Regions from separate parts of the Zea mays genome. Here region 2 is linked to region 1. The links are chromatin contacts, called in public Hi-C maps. All regions are on one chromosome and are shown on one strand. Each heading gives the region's core, a stretch centred on a gene start, on an enhancer-like site or on the middle of the called end of the contact. The rest is flanking DNA. Distances are from core to core; before and after follow the strand shown.

Evidence for each region. A called contact is a pair of places that touch in the nucleus more often than the background predicts.
Region 2: a contact with region 1 is called in a Hi-C map of ear, with 2.3 times the contacts expected there. The contact joins the enhancer-like site here to the promoter of LOC542347 in region 1. A contact is called at or near these places in 2 of 25 Hi-C or Micro-C datasets (ear and tassel).

Annotation. Positions count from the first base shown.
Region 1 is chr3:58,604,744-58,611,504 of Zm-B73-REFERENCE-NAM-5.0, forward strand. LOC542347 (thylakoid assembly 1) reads right to left here and starts at 3,223. Exons shown (of 20, transcript XR_002268001.3): 1 at 2,582-3,223; 2 at 1,745-2,024; 3 at 1,203-1,306.
Region 2 is chr3:59,415,490-59,422,250 of Zm-B73-REFERENCE-NAM-5.0, forward strand. LOC542682 (crs2 associated factor 2) reads left to right here. Exons shown (of 6, transcript NM_001112199.2): 6 at 749-1,526. The coding sequence ends at 1,182. Among protein-coding and RNA genes, the nearest start is that of LOC542682, 14 kb to the left of the region's middle. Within about 2 kb of position 3,247, at least 19 of the 20 cell types and tissues checked have an H3K27ac peak or open chromatin away from gene starts, as enhancers often do. A contact at or near this core is called in ear and tassel, where this site is marked.

The DNA of each region.
Region 1 (6,761 bases), core at 1,973-4,472:
ATAAATTAGTCCATTGACATTGTAACACCTTAAATTTAGGGGTATAAAATTTCTTTCCTAATATCCACCAAATTCAGGTGTTACTCTCTCTTTTCTTTGCTTTCCTTCTCTTTTTCCTAAAAATGGAGACTTATTTTGTTTTATATTGGCGTAAACCTAGTGGAATGAGCCCTAGAGGTGCTTTGGTTGTTTGCATTCATGTCGTTGCACGGTATTTCTAAGTACAAAATGTGTTTGAAACTGATATATCAGCCGTGCTCACGGTTATGAGCGGCCTTGGGATCCTCTTTGATTAGAAATACAGATGATCTGGGATACAATGGTTCTATTGATGGTTTTGGTTACGAAGATGATAATGATGTTCCTCGATGAGAAAATGATTCACGGGTTGGTTATTGCTAAAACTTGGCTTCTACTTATAATAAATACCTAACGAACTAAAAGCAATTGCTTTGACCCTAACCCCACATAAAGCTAGTCCACCTCAGCCAAACGGGACATTTGCTGAGTACGTTGATGTGTACTCACTCTTGCTTTCACAAAACACCAGGTTGCCTTTAGTGCAATCTATGCTCAGATAAAGAAGGAGAAAGGCGTCGAGGCGAATCTGCAGAAGTTCCAGGACTTTGACGAGTTCGAGGATTAGGCTAGCGACCTCCCCCAGTCAGCTGCCTGTGGTGGGTTGTTTACGTTGGCTACATTTCTATTATGTGTACTTTGATTTATATTATGTAAATGATTCTATTCTTTAATATTATTACTTAATCTTTATTGTTATTCGAAGCATTGTGCTATGATGAGTCATTTATGTAATTGTTGTGTACGTGAATTTCTGATCCTCGCACATATATGGTTCGCATTCGGTTTACCTCTAAAACCGGATGTGACAACATGTTCCACACGGGGATAAATTCCCCGACGCAAAGGGATGGGTGAAAAATCTTCCCGCGAGCGTTCGTGGGGATTAGGAATTTTTCTCTAAGGGACGGGGATGTGGAGCCATTCTCCAACAGGGAATTCCCCATTGCCATCTCTAGATATTACTCCGACCATTCAGAATTGTAAGACATTCTGGCTTTTCTATATTCATAACTTTTACTATGTATCTAGACGTAATGTATATAGAAAAGCCTGAATGACTTACAATTTGGAACGCAGGGTGTAATTAATGACAAAGTATTTCCAACATAAGAAATGCATACCATTGCAAGGTTATCTCTTAGATAATCAAAACCAAGCTCACTGTTTGTGACATAAGTAATATCATATGAGTAATTTTCCCTCCTTTGCTCAGGTGTCATGTTCTCTGTCAAAATAAAAACTCTGTTTAACAAACTATCACTAGCAACAATGAAACAGAACATATAAATAATGCCTGCACACAGAAAAAAAATAATCAAAATGCCAATTGGGCTAGTACTGTAGGACACATGAAGCTGCAGCATGATAGGGCAGGAAGCATATCCTATAATTCAGAATGGTAATGGCCTAACTAAACATTCATAATTGGAGCTATCAGTTTATTCATGGTTCAGTAGTTCAGCAAGCCATCCTCTTAGGGTTATGTGCCATTAGTTTCATATATATACATATCAGTACTTTCATGAATCATTCAAGTGCTAGAGCTTAAATTGGTAAGTAAGGGACCAATTAATATTTTCAATATTAATGTGGAAGCTGAAGAATATGCACAACTGGAGACGGCACAACCAACAGGAATGAATAATGTGATGTGATGACATACGTTGAATTAAGCCAACCTGCAGTCCTAGAAATCGGGGGACTTGACCAACCCACTCACAATCACGTCTTGCGAGATAATCATTTACAGTGACAACATGCACTCCTTTCCCACTCAAAGCATTTAAGTATGCTGGCAGAATGGCCACAAGAGTCTTCCCCTCTCCGGTCTTCATTTCAGCAATCTCCCCCTTGTGCAGAACCATACCACCAATCAACTGCACATCAAAGGGCCGGAGGCCTAGAACTCTCTTGGAAGCCTCCCTCACAACAGCAAATGCTTCCTGCACAAATGATGACACAGATTCCACCATGAAAAATTGAGATGTCATTCTACAGGAGTCATGATTTAACATATCTTAGATCATCTTAAAGTGGCTAATGAAAAGGAACAATGAGTTAGTCTATTTGTTTGTGCCTTGGTACATCATAGATTTCTTTCATAACTTTGATGAGAGAATTCAGTTCTTGGTTGGTTCACTAATTGTACATACACTCTGGACAGTGAATTGATTAGTCTCAGATGAAGCTCCAAAATTATACATGTTAAGCATTATCCAGATGCAAAACGAAATGTTTGCAGCCTTGTTTCTATTATCTGCAATCTGATACGAGAGTAAATTGAAGATGAAGTTGTTTAGATACTAATATACTGTAGTCACTCAGAGAATCAAATTAAAATGAAGGCTATGGTTTTCCTAGTTCTTCCTGAAAACGCCATTCTCATGATCACAGACTGTAACATTTTAGTGTAGTCACTAATAAAGTTCATTTAATCATTTTAGATTCGACACACTGTAGTGAAAGGATACGAGTGCCCGTTATATATTTGGGTACGTACGGGGAGAAGGGAATCCAGGGATTCCCCGGAGCGAGCACGGTCCTGGAGCGCAGCGGTGCGTGCACGCAAATCAGCGTCTGAGAGCGCGGAGACCTCGAGCTCCATGGAGTTGATACGCGCCACGGTGTCTGCGTACTTCTTCCGCGTGGCCTCCCCGTCGTCGCGGCCGCCCCCGCCGAATACGGTGCCCAGCAGGCCCCCCACGCGCGACACGTGAGAGCCACCTCGCCGCCCCTGCGTGCCTCGGCCGCGCTGGCTGGGCCGGAACCGAACCCGGCAGCCGCCGCAGCCCCCAGCCAGAGGCGGTGAGGAGAGGCCCGTGGCAGACAAAGTGTGGGGAAAGCGCAACGCAGGGGTAACGGCTACGGTGGCCGCCGAGGCGTGAGGAGTCATGGCCATGGGCGTGCGCTTGATGTCTTTCTCCGGCGCCTCGTGTGGTGATGGTGGCGGCGCGCACGGCGACAAGCCGCCGCGTGCTCTGGGTGGTGGGCAACGACTGTGGCGTGGCTGTGGAGTGTGGATGGAGGCGTAGGAGACGACGGATAAGGAACTAGGTGGGCCGACGACCGAACCCATATTCAGTTTAAGCCCAAATGTATCTTGGCCGCACCAGGCAGAGCCGGGCATCCACTAGCGTACTATAGGCTCATTTCAAAATTGCCCCTCATTTCAATAACGCCCCGTTTGAAATTGAATTTCATTCTAATAATAGTAATTTAGACATATATCAATTAAGTTAATTCAGTTTTATACAAAATATATTTGTATATTATTATTAGCAAGATGTCGGAGATATTTATATGTTATATTTTTACTATAGAGGAGTGAGACGAAGAATGTCACGTAAGTTACAGAGTAGAAACAAATTCTACTACTGTATAAAATTATTTCTCATCCCCCATCCCATGAATTTGAGATAGACTAATATTTGAACTTTGGAAAGTGGTGGAATATCAAATTCCAAACTAAATAAGTTATTTTATTGAGTAAATTACAATTCCTCTAAAATGAAGTGATCCAAACGCCCCGTAAGGAAAAAACAATGATCTTCTTTCAGCTGTAGCACCTGTTCATAAACAGAATGGAATTGGTGTAGCATTTCTCTAACGGGGCGTTTGGATGCCTTCATTTTAGAGGAATTGGAATTCACTCAATAAAGTAACTTATTTAGTTTGGAATTTGACATTCCACCACTTTTCAAAGTTCATATATAAGTCCATCTCAAATTCATGGGGTGGAGGATGGGAAATGATTTTATGCATTAGTAGAATTTGTTTCTACTCTGACTTACATGACACTCTTCGTCTCACTCCTCTATAGTAAAAATGTAGCACATAAATATCTCTGACATCTTGCTAATAATAGTATACAAATATATTTTGTATAAAATCGAATTATCTTTATTCATATATGCCTAAATTACTATTATTAGAATAGAATTCAATTCCAATGATCCAAACGGGGCGTTATATGAAAGCCGGTTCGAAACGCGGCCTCCAAGCCGGTCCACGTCGTCCTTTTATTTTTTCAGTCGTTAGATCACACACCAACTGTCTCCTAGCTAGCCTCTCCATTCCGCGATGCCCCCGCCCCCCGACCAACGCTGCTGTTAAGCTTCCAACTCCATACGACCAGCCAATCTCTCCAAGCTTCTAGATCCCCACCCCCACCCACCCGGCCGGAAGTCCGCAGTCCGGTCCTCATCCCAATTGGGTGCGCCATCCCCGCGCACACACAGTTCGGTCCTCATCCCAATTGGAACATGTTCATCCCAATTGGGAGACGAAGGGATAGGAGGCAGAGGCAGCGATTGCAAAGATGGCACTACTCGTGCTACGCCAGCTCCTCGCCATGCTCTAGTCGCTGGCCCTGCTCCTGCCCTTCCAGTGGCGCACGCAGCGGGGGCGTTCGATGTCACGACCTCCACATTACGGCTAGCGGGAAAAGGGGAAGGCAATGGCATTAGTGGTTTACGGGTGCCGGCCGGGTCGCCCATGGTCGCCGCGCGAAGGGAGATAGCCACACGCCGGGCGCAGGAGGCTGGCGCGGGAGTACGAGCTGATCCTCGGGGTAGTGAACATGTTCCATCTCTTGCTATTTTGTTCCCTTCCCATCTGCTAGTTGTTGCTATTGCTCTGTTTTAGTCTGCTAATGCAGCTCGCTTCTGAAATGTCTTTTGCCTTGCAAGCTTCTTGGAGATGGAAGCGAGCTTTTGAAGTTTTAAGGTCTGCAGTGTCGTGGTCTCGCTCCTCGCAGCCTCGCTTGTTTCCTGGATCCTGGATTTCTCCTCTCCAAATCTCTAACCGAGCCACATACATTGTTAAGTGATTTTTTCATTTCAGTTAGGTTTTATTTGGTCTCAGATTTCTATGGTTAGTTTTTTATATGATGTTTGGCCATTCCCTGCACAGCTAGCCATTATTTCAGCAGTCATGTTCTATAGAGCTTGCTAGCCTTTTTCTAAAGTGCATATATATATATATATATATATATATATATATATATATATATATATATATATATATATATATATATATTCTCACTGTGTTGTGTGCTGCCTATGCATAATATTTTTTAAAAAGAGCTAACTGAGTATAGTAGTTGTACCATCAATAATCATTGTCAAAGTCCAAGCTTCACTTTTGTTTCATTTGAGGAGAATATAGGTGGTGCTAGGTCATAATGGTAAAACAGCGTGATGTTATCATAACTGTTGATTGACCTTTGATCATGTATGGTGCATGGTTTTGCACTTTTGCTTGGCTATGCTTGAATTACATTTTTTCACGTTCATACTTAAATCTATATAAAATATACATTACTGGTTGAATTACAATTGATGATACTGCATTTATGATATTACTGGTTGTCCTTCTCATATGGTCAGTTAGTTGGGTCGTGCTTTGGTGTTATTTACTAATCTAGAGGTTCTTTGTATTTTCTGTTAATACAAGCCATCGTTGATAAGTACTATGCATCTCTGGTTTGTATCGATGTGTCTTTAATAGCATATAGCATCTGCTGATGTGCATAAGCATGCATGATGCTTCATCGTATTCCCTTGCTTGTACGTTTCTTTTTAGTTATGGATAATCCACTGGAGTGACATAGTTTATGCCAGTTCTGTCTACCGCCAGTTTATCAATACCAACTTGTGCGGTGATTCCACGGATTTGTAGCTACTATCCAAAGGACAATGGTCAAAACCATAATTTCCTAACTCTAACCGTTAGATGTCATTATGTTGATCTATTATGTAATTATTCTTCTACTTTTTTCATTTGGTTCCTTGTTTTTTAGTTGTGGATAATCCATTTTAGTTTATGCCAGTTCTGTCTACCACCACTTTATCAATACCAACTCGTGCGGTGATTCCACAAATTTGTAGCTACTATCCAAAGGACAATGGTCAAAAGCACAATTTTCTAACTCTAATCGTCAGATGTCATCATGTTGATCTATTCTGTAATTATTCTTCTACTTTCTTCATTTGGGTTCTTGTTGCTATCAGATGGATGATAACCAAAGAAAAACTTCTGAAAGTATGCCCCTTGCGGACAATGAGGAGGTAGATGTACGTGAGACGATCAAGAGTTTTGATAAATAAATTAAAGTCCCAACTAAATGGATAAATGATATTGAGGCTCAAAAAGGAAGGTGTTGAGAAGAGGCGTACTAAAGCACTGAAAGTGTTTGCTTAGATCCAACTTGATTTGAGAGATATAAAAACATGATTGTGAATGAGAGGCGAGCAAAGGTATGCATGTCTGAGCTTGTTAATGAATTATAGTTAGTTATATATATTGTTGTTGTGCTTAAAACAATCTATTGTTAGGAAGAAGCAGCGAGGGATTTATAGAGAGTGAAGAGGGAGAGTGAAAAGTCGAGGTCTGAATTGGCTGAAATTAGTAAGATGCATCAGGCCCAATTAACTGTGAATTGGCTGAAAACTTCGATGCAGAAAGAGCTTACAGCTCATTGGAGTGCAAAAGAGCACCTTCTTTACCCTCTCACTACTTCTATATTATTGTACCCTTCTTTTTCGAAAAAAGATGGCACCTTTGCCCCATCTTCTGAGTTAGAACTGAGCAAGATGTGTAATTTCACTGAGATGCAGGTTTATGTATATTTGAATATGCATATGCGTCCTTTATTTTCTGTGCTAGGAAAAATCTAGGAG
Region 2 (6,761 bases), core at 1,997-4,496, 810 kb after region 1:
TAGAGGGTTTCTGGTCGTCCATTGGCGGCTAGGGTTTACTATTGGGCTTTATTGTTTTTACGGCCCATCTACAGTCACATAAACAGCTTGCCTCCCCTCACCAAACCCTGTCTGCGCCCCTCTCCAACCCGTGGCGGCTAGGGTTTAGTGGCGGCTAGGGTCTAGTGCAGTCACCGGCGGTTGTCCAGTGCAGTAGCCGACGTCTGCTGCAGTTCACCCGCACCGGCTCTGCACCCACTTCCGGCGTCTCTAGGTCACCGGCGTTGGCTCCAGACCAGCACCAGTGACAACTTACGACGGACAAGATGAGCTCCCCTCCTCCCCCCTTTCTATCTTATTATCAGTATGTCCGCAGTCTCTAGTTCTTGCCTTCATGGTTCTTACCATCACATTCATGACTTCTGTCTGCTCTACAGCTCTAGTCAATAGACAGAGGACCGATTAGGCGTCCTAATCGTCGCCCTAATCGCGATTAGGCGCCTTTTTTTATCCATGCTTATTTTTATTTATGATAGCAGTTTTTGTGATTGGATTTTTATGAGCTCCTCATTTTGTAATCTCTTCCTGCACTCATTTATCATATGCATAATTTTGCTCAAACATACACTCAAATGTGTTGCATGGAGAATATAGCTGCCTTTTTTTGTTGGTTACTTGGAAAAGACCAGTACCTCCGTTTTTAATTCAATATTATTGGTTGCACTTCCTGGATCAAAATAACAAAGCAACTTTTTTTTTGCATATACAGATGAAGTTAGTGATGCCAACACTCAAGTTGCGATAAGAGAAGTATTGAGACCCAAAATGTTCAAATTATGGAAGAGTGCGGTGGACTCGTCTCTGGCATTGCTGCTGGATGACGCCGAAGCAAATAATCTCACACCCGATTCGCTCCTGACTCTGGTTGAGGAGTTCAGCGTGACATCTCAGGCGGTGGAGCACTCATTTCCTGCTCTGCTTGTGACCAATGGTGATGCGAGCACCGACTCTCTAAGTGCAGAGTACATGAATGACGAGCCTGAAACAAGCGTTGCTGGAAACGAAGAGGGCCAGCTGGAGCAGTCACCTGATCTCCGTGACGATGAACATTTTGATGTCGACATGTTTGAGCGTCTGGAGTCATCTGTGCCATTGGGATCGCTGCCTATTGACAGCATGATAGAGCGGCTGAACAGTGAGTGAAGTACAGCGAGCAGTTCGTTCTGTCCACTGGGATAACTACTGATGGTCAGATTGCAATCTCGGATCGTGTGATGCATTATCTACGTTCCTCCGGACCCTCAGTCTGGTGATAATCTCAAGATCCGAGAATTTCCTGCGATTTGGTAGCAAACGTGATGTAAAGAAACTAACTGTAGTATGCAAGTGCGCCATGCATTTGGCAAACGCACCAACGGATAACACGTCTCGTTTGCCATCGTCAATGAGTGCGCTTGCATGTATATGAATATCTGCATTTATACTGTGTTTACCAAAAAAAAAAGTATTGTGCCATGCTCCAAAAAGATGCGGAGCTAGCAGTGTCAGAAGTCTATAAACTCTATAGTAATTTATACTTCTGCATTTTCTGAATATTTTTGAAAATAAAGAATCGGTCTATGGTTCAGAAAAAAGATGGGGAAAACGCACCAAAGAGGATTCAAGAAAGCTACCTTGGTGAAATTAATTAAAGCATCGTCTTTGAGTGCATTTATAGAATATTAAAGGGATCCAAGTGAACTGAACGCTGACGTGGAGAAGAGAACAGACAAGCGTAAGTTTACAGTTGGTTTAGACAAAAAAAAAACAGAGAAAGTTTACCATGTATTAATAGATGTTGAGACTGTCGTAAATTCTGCTCCATAAACTTCACCGTGTAGTTCCATAAGAAAATATAGAGTTTATGGAGCACCCTTGCCCTCACATCTTCACTTTTTTTTCCTGGAGCAGAGTTGTGGAGTTCAACCTGTTCAGCTAAGAAAACATGGAGCGGAACGATATCAAACATCTTCCAACTACCATATACTTCCTCCTTATCAAATTAAAATTCGTTTTATCTTTTTATTAGATTCATACAATAATTAATATTATATATATATATATATATATATATATATATATATATATATATTCATAATTATCTATATGAATATGGATATAAAAATTTAGAGTTAAAATCATTACTATTTTAAGACGCAAGAAGTAAATAGGATGAAAGATGGACCGAGCGACTGTATTTTAGCCTTGATGTGCGATTAGTAGCCAATTAGACACCGCGGGAATGCTTGGAGTTAAAAAAACCCTGAATTTTGCAGATGCTCTAACCTTTTTTTCCAAAGGATTTAGAAGGTGTAACCCAAAAAAACTACGATAGTGGTGGACTGGCGGAAGGGAGCATCAAGTACCACGTGATTGGTTGTTCCGCGGAATGCACCCTGGTCCACCGCGTCCAGTTGACTGTGCGTCTGAATAGTTGTCTACAAGCGCGCAAGACCAGCCTACACTCAGATGCACAACACGCGTGAAAAAGTGCCTACCCGGCTGCATGTGTAGAGACACGGGAACGAAGCTTCACTAGCCGTCTAGGCCACCCACGAGCCCAGAAACTAATCACATACCACGTGATTGGTTCATGGGACACCCGCTGCCAGGCTCGCGCACAGCAGGCCGGCTAGTTACAGTAACTTTGGCGTACAAGTAGATGAACCTTAGAATAACTTATTTTGTATTCACTCGTACATCCTACGTCTTTTAGATACAAGTAATCAAATATATGCTCAGACAAAGTCAACACACGTAATAATTTAGGATGAGATTATGCGGGCAACCAATAAAACGAATAGATAATGACACAAGCACCGTACAAGGAGACAAAAGATTCTAGCACGTATTATTAATAATGGTCTGTCTAGCACTACTCTGTTGTAACTTTTTCAGATCTGCTTTTAACTTCGCTAATCAAATAAAAACAGGAGCAGCTTTTACCAATTCTGCTGTGTGTGACGAAGCCAACGAGAAGGGAGCACACCCCTCAAGTTTTAAGCGAGAAGAGAACACAGACTAGCTAGTCGGTCGGGAGGGATAGCGGGAGCTGACGCCCGTCATTTCACTTTCAGCCCCGCCGTGGATCTGTGCCAAACTGACGTGTACGTGCGCATGCGTCGGTCGGCTGGGTGAATGTGGCCGCCTTCGTGGCTTCCTTCAGCTTCCTCGTACTCGCGTGCCTCGCACTCTCACGCGCATCACACTTCACACGTCGCTGGGGCTACCGAGAATGCGAGATGGCGTAGGCACGTCCACGCCACACCACACCAAGCCTGCATGTTCCACGCCCCTATGGTCCAATCGCCAGCTGTGTTTTTTCCCCCTTGCCTTAATTTTGCATTTTCTTCGTCAGCAGTCAGCAGTCAGCACTCAGCACTACTCGAATAACCAACCAATGGGACAAAGCGTCAAAGGGAAGGTTCGTGAATGACAGTCAGTCGTGGTGGGTGGGATCGCGGATGCGCAGAACGGCCCAGGATGCGCAGGCAGCTGTGCGCCTGCTCCATGGCTGCTTGTTCACCTGCCGCTGTGGCGCTGTCGTCACCTGGCGCGCTCGCTTCCTCTGCACCAGATCCGGCGCCAGCCCGGCCCCACCACGGTACCTCGCTCGCCGCCGTTGGACTTGAACGGCTGCTTACCCCATGGCGCGTGTTTGGTTCTAGATTAGAGAAATGGAATGGGTTTATTATGTTAGAGGGGGTGAAGACGCTTGGAATATAATATAAATAAATTATTCATCTTTATCTGTCAGCTTAAATTTTTGGGTTCAATTCGTTGATGCATACAACTTAGGGCTCCTTTGGCAGGGCTCTGGCTTCTCCAAAAACGGCTTTGGCTCTGGCTCACGAGGTGAAGCCACTTCTTTAGATGAGCCAAAGCCATTCTGAAAAATCATTTGGCAAAACGGCTTATAGGTTGTTTTTCAGAAAGACCCTTGTATAGTTTGGACTGGTGGGAGGGCTATTGTGCGTGGCTAGGGATTGAGAGCAGGACCAAAAAAATAATTTGGACTGGTGGGAGGGCTATTGTGCAAAAATGACGTGAGTTGAAGCCAGGTGAGCCACTTTTTTGGCTCATGCCCTCTAGTTCATTTTGGAAAAGCACTTCACTGATGAAGCCATTTGAAAAAGAGGTGTTTGGCACAACTTTTGCATGAGCCAGAGCCGAAGCTGAAAAATAAGCCCTACCAAAGGGGCCTTTAATATATAACTATAGGATCTATGATACCGGCTAGAGAGGATAAATAGACAGTTTTAACTAAAATCAAAGACACTTGAGAAATTTAATCAAAACAATAAGAGATATAAATTTCCTAGCTTTGATAGGCTAACAAAATATGATGAGCAATTTACGTCAATACTACAAATGATAGATAATACATAAATAATTAACTACTTGCAAGTAATGAGTAAATAGTGGGAGAATGATATCGAAATTTATCCCGTGGTATCGGTGATTTGCCGATCACACCTAATTCATGTTGAGGTGGAATTCAAGCTCTCACTTGCTCCTCTATCAAGACACGACTTGATTTTTTAGCCAAGTGGACAAGAACTCACTCAATACCTCGATTCCACTAGCGTCGTCTTTGTCGTTCCGGCGAGGTAGGCGCGAACCCCCCACAATCAACACCGCAACTCCCCCACAATCTTCACAGAGAGCTCGACGGAGACAACACCCGAGCTGTCTAGGAGGCGGCAACCTCCAAGAGTAACAAGTCGATGACGCTTGCCCGGTATACCACCTAGTGCCTCAAAAGATCACGATGGATTCAAATGCACTAGAAGCTCTCAATCACTCACTAGAATGCAATCTCAAGCGACGAGTGTGAGAGTTTGAGTTAGAGGATCACAAATAAGCTCAATGTGTGCTAGGAATGGCCAAGAGGACCCTCATACATGAGCTCCACTTCAATTTATAGCCTCCAACACAAGGCTAGTCGTTATGTGCAACTAGCACATGTTCTGCGCACACGCAGACGGTCTGCGTCCTATGGCCGGGCGGTCCACTGTATTAGTAATGACTATAATGCCCGTTTGAAATCTGTCAGTGTTGTCAGAAAAAGTTAAGCTCAGATGGTACGCCAGCTTAGGCCGGACGGTCCGGGACCTATCAATATGAAATGCCAGAGCACTGACCAAATTGAACAACACACGCGGACGGTCCGCGTCCTATGGCCGGACGATCCACCCCTGGACCACATATTGTCTCGGTAAAAACCCCAGGCAATCCGTAGTACAATGACTCAAAAACACATCGTCCCTGCCCAATCTCATTTTGGCTCATGTGGGCGGTCCGACGACCTTGACCGGACGGTCCACACAGGAACACAGAGACATGTGCGCCAGCAGACACCTCTGGCAGAGTCGCAGACGGTCCGAACTCCTGGCCCGGACGGTCCGACTACCACAGAATTAAGTAAATTTACATTTGCGTTTTAACAAAAGACTTTGACTTTTTAAAACCGAAGCGCTGTTAATCCTCATGCAAATGCAATAGTTTATGCTATATGAGGCACGAAGTTTTACACCGATCAAGTTCATTGGCCCCTCTTAATAGTACGACTATCTAGCCTACTAATCCGGTCAATTACTTCTCTAAACTCCTGATGATTGGCAAAAACAAAACCTATGTTATACCTTTGCCTTCACTTGATCCACATCCAATGGTTATAAGTCACCAAGATTTCCTATTTCCTGTTGTCCAAACATGCATTCTTATTTCTCCAAGAACTGTTAGTCCAGAAGCAGTTGTCATTACTTACTAAAACACCACTAAGGGCCTAGATGATTCACAATCTCCCCCTTTTTGATAATTGATGACAACACTATATATTTTATAGAAAGTAGATTTTGTTTTTCAAACCTTCCTTACATATTGGGTATAAAAGAGATTTGAGATGAGTTTTGAGTGACTTATCTTGATTATAATGTTCATATGAAATGTTGATAAGTCAGCACAAAAAACTCAAACGACTAAGATTTTCTCCAACGGCTAGATTTGTGTTAGGGCCTACAAATACCACCCCAACCGGCCATTTCAAGGTGTGGGAGCCCAAGCAACATACCAAGGCATAGTATAGACATTTCCAAGTGCTCATACACCTAAGTGCTTAATAGAGTCACTCGGTGATTAGCGTAGGTGCTTTGCGAAGTGCTTAGGTTAGTTAGATCGCTTTAGCGCTTGCTCTAGGTGAATCCTAGTTAGTTGAGTGAGTTTAGAAAAACCATACAACCCCTCGGCTCTTGTGCGAGCCGTTGTAATTGTACCGAGTGGGGCGAGAGTCTTGCGAGACCGTGACAACCATGTTTATGTCATGGCCGCCACGATGTACCAGAGGGAACGAGGCCCGCGGCGTTTTGGGCGGAAGCTCGTTAGTGGAGACAACGGGGAGCGTCCGAGAGGAGCCGAAATTGGAGCACCACTTGAGCATGGAGAAGGCTTGTGGCTCTCTATGGAGTTACTAGACTGAGGTACTTGGCCCTCACGTGGGCTTCCCTTTGCATAGGGGCACCAACGAGGATTAGTCGGGACCTTGCGTGGTTCCGGATACCTCGGTAAAAATACCAGCGTCATCCACGAGAGTTTGCATCTATACCTTTTTCTTTAGCTTCCACATTTACATTAAGCATTTAAGTTTCAATCTTGCCTTTATACATAGATTGTTTAGGATTGAAACTTAGTCATTGTGCTAGAGATAGCAACACTTGGACAAAACCTAGTTTGCATATTCTAGT